Regions from separate parts of the Sus scrofa genome. Here region 2 is linked to region 1. Evidence: chromatin contacts called from public Hi-C data. All regions are on one chromosome and are shown on one strand. The core of a region is the stretch at or near the end of the contact, and the rest is flanking DNA. Distances in the headings are between cores, read along the strand shown. Region 1 has its middle 16 kb from the start of FOLR2. Region 2 overlaps CLPB (caseinolytic peptidase B protein homolog).

Region 1 (3,477 bases), core at 321-2,820:
TTATTTATGTTAACAGTATACTGTTCACTTTGCTGTCCACGTGAAACTAACACAACATTGTAAATAAACTATACTTCAATGAAAAAAACTTTAAACATTAAGCAAATTATTATTATTTGTCTTTTGTCCTTTTTTAGGGCTGCACCCGCGGCACATGGAGGTTCCCAAGCTAAGGGTCAATCGGAGCTGTAGCTGCCGGCCTACACCACAGCCACAGCAACACAGGATCCGAGCTGTGTCTGCCACCACAGCTCACAGCAATGCTGGATCCTTAATCCACCAAGTGAGGCCAGGGATCGAACCCACAACCTCATGGCTCCTAGTTGGATTCGATTCCACTGCGCCACAATGGGAACTCCCAAACATTAAGTAAATTTAAAAATAACCCCAGTAGACTGTATACCCAAAGGCTGTTTTACTTACAAGTGAACGAGGTTATTTAAAACTTTATAATTCTTAAAATAGCAGTAACCTGAAGGAGTGCCTCTAAAATGACAGAATGAGGACGTCTGAAAATCCCCTCCTCCACAAAAGCAGAAGCACTGGCAACACTTGTCAAAATCAACTTTTCCACAAACTCCAGAAATTAACCAAGCTTTAAAAACTCGAAGAAGAATTTATGCAAGAAAAACGGCTGAATCTCACAGTTCAGCGAGCTTCGAGGCATTTTGACTTGCTTTTTTCCGTCCTCTCCCAACGCCACCGAAGTCCCCAAATTCAGCAGTGTCACGAAAACCAGAGGCCCAGCAGCCACTAGAGGGGGCACAGAGGGTGTGAAACTCTCCAAAAAGCCCTCCCTCTAGGGAAGGGTCACGGCTTGACTTATCTGGAAGCTCCTGTTCAGAGCTCCATTCACAGGGCTTGTCTGCCTCTGAGCCCCCACAGTGAGACACCCCATCTGTAGGAGTTGAAACAACTGGCAGCTAGTTATCTGCCGTGCCAGCCTCCTAAGGCAGGAACCCAACAGCGGCAAACAAAGGCTGGATGCAAACCTTAAGAGGAACAGCGGGGAATGAGATGCCAATACGGAGCTTTGAAAAATTCTGACACACACCTGAGAATCTTTTTTTTTGTTCCTTTTTCTTTTTTGGTCACCCTAGGGCACATGGAGGTCCCGGGCCAGGGATCAGATCTGAGCCATGGTTGTGGCAACGTTGGATCCTTTAAGCCACTGTGCCGGGCTGAATAGGGATTGACCCTCTGTCCTGCTGCTGCAGAGATGCCGCTGATCCCACTGTGCCACAGCGGGAACTCCATAACTGGGGATCTTCCCAGGCTAGGGGTCAAATGGGAGCTACAGCTGCTGGCCTACACCACAGCAACGTCAGATCCGAAACAAGTCTGCGACCTACGCCACAGCTCACAGCAACGCCAGATCCTTAACCCACTGAGCGAGGCCGCGGATCGAACCCACGAGCTCATGGTTCCTAGTTGGATTTGTTTCTGCTGCACCACGACGGGAACTCCGACAATGGGGATCTTGAAATTCATGTGCATTTGCAGAACTATGAGTATGTCCAGGAAATACTTGAAAAGGCCCCAGCCTCTCAGCTCTGGTGACCTTGAGGCCCTGTTTAAGCAGGAAGTGAAGAATAAAGCAGAAAAAACTGCCAGAGTATTTGAAGGCTTGCTGCACCAACATACAGAGGCCTTAGCAAAGAGTAGGAGTCTTACTGCTTCAAGGCTAAACTGAAGGAAACCTCTGTCCAGTCATTAGCTGACCACTAAGTGAACCAAGAAGAAACTTCAGTGACTACATGGGCCAAAGGAAACACACTTTGTAGAAACAGTCCATGAAAATCAATAAACAAATAAATAGCAAAAGTCAATAAACAAATAAATAGCAAGAAGTTGATTTCTGGAGTTGTCACATTATATTATTTAAAATATCTGAGCCTTCCCATTGTGGCACAGTGGAAACGAAATCCGACTAGGAACCAAGAGGTTGTGGGTTCCGTCCCTGCCCTCGCTCAGTGGGTTAACGATCCGGCGTTGCCGTGAGCTGTGGTGTAGGTTGCAGACGCGGCTCGGATCCTGTGTTGCTGTGGCTCTGGCATAGGCCGGAGACTACAGCTCTGATTCGACCCCTAGCCTGGGAACCTCCATGTGCCGCAGGAGCGGCCCAAAGAAATAGCAAAAAAAAAAAAAAAAAAAAAAAAAAAAGATGTCAGTTGTTCCCAACCTGACCTAAAGATCCAAAGCAGTCTCAATCCCAATCCCAGCAAATTAGTTTTGAGATACTAACAAATCGATCGTAAAGTTTACGTGGAGAAGCAAAAGAGCCTGGACGGCCCAGACAGTATCGAAGGAGAAGAACACAGCTGGAATACAGACACCACATGACTGACTTCCAGACCTACTATAACGCTACGGTAACCAGGACACTGCGGTATTGACAGAAGGAGAGACGAATCAGAACAGATCAGAAAGCCCTCCAATATAACCACATAAATATGCTCAACTGACCTTTGACCAAAGAGCAAAGGCAATAAAATTTAGCAAAGACAAGTCTTCTGAGCAAATGGTGCTGCAACGAGTGAGCACCCACACGCAAAAAAAGATTAATGTAGACACAGACCTTATGCCCTCATAAAATATAATTTAAAATGGTTCACAGGGAGTTCCCGTTGTGGCACAGTGGAAACGAATCCGACTAGGAACCATGAGGTTGCGGGTTCGATCCCTGGCCTTGCTCAGTGGGTTAAGGATCCAGTGTTGCTGTGAGCTGTTGTGTAGGTTGCAGACACAGCTCGGATCCGGTGTTGCTGTGGTCGTGGTGTAGGCCGGCGGCTACAGCTCTGTTTAGACCCCTAGCCTGGGAACCTCCACATGCCGTAGGTGCGGGCTCTCCTTCCCCCCAAAAAAAGCCTAAAATGGTTCACAGACCTACAGGGAGCACAGATACAAAGCTATAAATCTCCTAGAAGATAATGGGAGAAAATATAGGTGGATCTTGGGTTAGGTGATGATTTCTAAGACACTAAACCGAAGGCATGAGCCGTAAAAGAAAGGACCGATAAGCTAGACTGAATGGAAATTGAACTTTTTGCTCTGTTAAAGACATTATTAAGGGAGTGAAAGGACAAGCCACAAACTGGGAGAACATATTTGCAAAAGGTTTATCTGACAAAGGACTGTCATCCACAACATCCAAAGAACTCAAAACTAAATAAGAAAACCAACAACCTGATTAAAAAATGAGCCCTCCAAAATGGGCCAAAGATATTATTTAACAGACACTTCATCAGAGAAGATACACAGATGGCAAATAAGTATATGAAAACACATGTCATCAGGAAATGCAAATCAGAAGTTCCTGTCATGGATCAGCGGTTAATGACCCCAGCCAGTATCCATGAGGACGCAGGTTCGATCCCTGGCCTCACTCAGTGGGTTAAGGATCTGGTGTTGCTGTGAGCTGAGGTGTAGGTTACAGAGGTGGCTCAGATCTGGTGTTGCCGTGAGCTGTGGTGTAGG
Region 2 (3,477 bases), core at 520-3,019, 200 kb after region 1:
CTGTCCATGCAGAGTGGAGCTGAGGGCAGGACAGAGAAGGGATCTGGCTTTGCTATTTACCTTGGGGAACCTTGTGGATGCCTAGTAAGGTTCTCCTTTGAGCCAAGAAACACCTACCTGAGCCTGAAAAAGTACCAGGAGGAGACCCTGACCCAGGCAAGCTCCGGGGTGGCTCCCTGGGGGGTGGGGGTGGGCGCTCCCAAGCAGGCAGCTTTGGGCACAGCACTCAAGGGACCCAAGTGTCTGGTTCATCCTCTATGAAATGCGGCTGCGTCACACACACACCTGTGCAGACGCAGTGATGAAACCCTCGCGCAATGCCTATCTCAAAAAAAAAGGCATTCAACAAACACTGGCCACCGATAGAAATGTTCAACAAGTTATTAAAACATTATTTGATGGTTTTTATAATACACAAATACACGGTATATGTAAAATATATTAAAAGTTATGTTAGTGAAGTAATATGCTATAAAAGTTCAATGAAACTAAAGATACGTGGGTTCTTAAAAAAAAGTAGTAAAAGCAAGCATGACGGGCTGGAGAGATTTTTTTTTGCTCCCCCTTAATATTTCTATTTAGCTTGTGTTCATTAGTGTGGGGGTCTCTTTGGGGTCTCACCACCAGGAACTTTAGAAGAACATAGCAGGTAGGGAGTTCCCGTTGGGGCACAGTGGAAACGAATCCGACTCGTATCCATGAGGAATGGGTCTGATCCCGGGCCTCGCTCAGTGGGTCAGAGATCTGGGGTTGCCGTGAGCTGTGGTGCAGGTTGCAGGCGAGGCTTGGATCTGGCGTTGCTGTGCTTGTGGTGTAGGCCAGCAGCTGAAACTCTGATTCGACCCCTAGCCTGGGAGCTTCCATATGCTTTGAGTGCAGCACTAAAAAGCAAAAAAAAAAAAAAAAAAAAAAAAGGAAAACATAGATGTTAAAAACTGAATATGCAGAGAATTCTATCACCCTAATTTTGCTAACTCAAGAGCAAAAAACCTGGTGTAATTAATACTCAAAACCAACACCTACTGGGCTCCACAGCTCCACAGCCGGTTAAGGATCCAGCATTGTCATCGCTGCCGCAGCACGGGTTCAATCCCTGGCCTGGGAACTTCCACCTGCTGAGGGTGAAGCCAAAAACAGGAGCCCCACCTCCCCTGATGCCCTGAGCATCTGCTCTGCTCGAGCTGGGCCCAGCGCTCTCGGGGTCCGCATTTATTGCTCACGGTCACTCCCCACCCACTGGCAGATGAAGAATCTCGGCCCAGAGGCGAGGCTGCGTCCCAGGTCACAGGGCTAACGAACGGATCCAAGCCTTGTTTCCCAGACTCACAGCTGGGAATCTAGTCCAGCTCCTCAGATTCCTCAGGTCTCCAGCCCCAGGACTCCTGCCTCTCGGGCAGACCCACTGACAGAGGCACAAGGAGAGGCCTCTGGGCCTGGGACCCCTGCCCGGAAGGGAGGCAAGGGAACGGGACAGGATGGAGAAGGGCCGCAAGTTCAGACGTGAGATGTTCTGAGAAGGCTCCTCATTCAGGACCGCGACGGAGGAGAAACTGGCAAAACACTCAATGAGTATGCTAAGCCCAGGAACACGGCAGCTTGGCTGTTTTTAATGTTCCTGCATTTCTCTCTGTTCCTCAGATTCCAGGCAAATTCTTTGGGAAAAATCCAGCTGGTTCCCTGCCATGCTGAAAGGATGTGTGCCATGGCCATGACTGAGCTAGGACTTTTGAGAAGCAGCATGTGGGCACAGCGAGGGCGACGTGCACACAGAGCTGGAAGCTGGCTCTGCCAGGCAGCCCTGGGGACTGCAGCTTTGTAGCCTCACTGCCTGGGACCGGGTCGGGGCCCAGAAGATGCTGGAGCTGGCGAGCTGGCTCCTAAGGTTCCTTGGCATCAGCAGGGCCGCTGAGCACATCAACCCCCTCACAACCACCCTCGCCCCACCCCGCCTCAGCGGCCACCGAGGCTGGCAGGGGACAGAGCTCCTGGCCGCAGCCCCCCTCCGGGCTCCAAGCCCTGAAGCACCTGCTTGCTCCCCAGGCACCCGGCACCCCCGAGCTGCCGTCTCATCGGCCTTTTCGGTCCTTGGCACTTGCTGCTGTCCTCCTGCCGCGGGAGGAAAGCGCCTCCGCCCTCCACCCGGGCGGACGCCTCCTCTCCCTCCCGGACTCGGGCTTCCGGGAAGCTTCACTGAGGGCAGGACAGCTCTCGCAGGCGCTCAGGATTCTCGGCGCCAGGCCTCCGCAGTGCCCATCACACTGCAACCTCCCATCTGCACGGTGAACGGCCGACTTCAGGAGGAGAGGTGTGCGTCCGGCTCCCCACGGACCCAGCAGGGCCTCGGGCAGCGCTGGCACACGGCAGCCCCGCGGCTCAAGGACCAGAGGGCTGAGGGAGCGGGCCATTTTCATGTCTTTTCTAGGGGAGGTCGGGTCCCCCACTCACAGGTTCCTTATGACTGCAAATGACAAGCTAACGCTTACCACCGACAGAACACTCTTACAATGTTCACGAAGTGTTTAACTATTTGCATGCACGATACGGCACTGGTCTGCCACCTCCGACACTCTCAGTCCTGAGAGAGAGAGACAAGAAACTGGACGATCCATGCCCAAGAGGGTGACAGAGGGAGCACGAGGTACTAGGGGAGCCTGCCCGGGCCTGGAGCGTCAGGGAAGGCTTCCTGGAAGATGAGGCAAGGACGACCCAAAGGAGGAGAAACCGCGCAGATGATGAGAGACCCCCTGCCTGGAAGGCTCGAGATCCGGGGAAGGCGGTCTGGCAAGTCTCTTAGAGTCCACATCACTGAAGAAGTGAAGAGACTGCCCACCCACGGCCGCACAGCCAACCGGCAGTGGGGCCAGCACTCCAGAGGCCCAGTCCCAGGGCTGGCGCCCCCTCACGGGCACCCTCCTCCCAAGCCGGCCCAGTAGGCCCTGGCTGTCCTCTGCTCCTGCGCTGGCCAACTGCCTGCCGCTGCTGAGGTTCTCCACAGCTGGCTGGCTGTCTCCTACCCGTGACGTTCAGAAGAAGCTGCCAACCAGTCTTCCCGGCTGCCTTCCATCACTCGGGAACAAGCAAGCATGTCAGCACCTCAGCAAAGACGCCGGACCCCGGGCCACCCCGCAGAAGCACTGCCCGGGGAAGGCCCACTGGAGCGCGGCCTGGAGGGTCAGTGTGTGACCCGGGCCCCCCAAGGACCACTGTCTCTGCAGGGCTTGACACTGAGAAGAGCTCCATGCTCCTATCTCAAAGTTCTCAGTGGGACCCCACTGACGAGATTTGGAATGAAGGCTCAAAAAGGGCGGGCCTGTGACCTGTTAAGAGTCAGAGACACAGTGACTGTGACAGGAGTGGAACCCAGGTCTTCTCACTCTAAAAATCCTGTACTCCTTCTTCTACAAGATCATGCTGCCTTCCAACACCCCAGGATTCAAAAGCCTGTGTCGTTACACCCTACCATTTGAAAAACACAAC

Evidence for each region. A called contact is a pair of places that touch in the nucleus more often than the background predicts.
Region 2: a contact with region 1 is called in a Hi-C map of omental adipose tissue, with 2.3 times the contacts expected there. The contact joins two enhancer-like sites. A contact is called at or near these places in 1 of 5 promoter capture datasets (liver), 17 of 47 Hi-C or Micro-C datasets (adipose tissue, alveolar macrophages, embryonic fibroblasts and 11 more) and 1 of 2 datasets of contacts at active chromatin or transcription factors (skeletal muscle).

Annotation. Positions count from the first base shown.
Region 1 is chr9:6,768,146-6,771,622 of Sscrofa11.1, forward strand. No RefSeq gene overlaps it. Among named protein-coding and RNA genes, the nearest start is that of FOLR2, 16 kb to the right of the region's middle. Within about 2 kb of position 1,571, at least 13 of the 83 cell types and tissues checked have an H3K27ac peak or open chromatin away from gene starts, as enhancers often do. A contact at or near this core is called in omental adipose tissue, where this site is marked.
Region 2 is chr9:6,965,577-6,969,053 of Sscrofa11.1, forward strand. The region is part of intron 3 of CLPB (caseinolytic peptidase B protein homolog); the gene reads right to left. Among named protein-coding and RNA genes, the nearest start is that of CLPB, 120 kb to the right of the region's middle. Within about 2 kb of position 1,770, at least 7 of the 83 cell types and tissues checked have an H3K27ac peak or open chromatin away from gene starts, as enhancers often do. A contact at or near this core is called in omental adipose tissue, where this site is marked.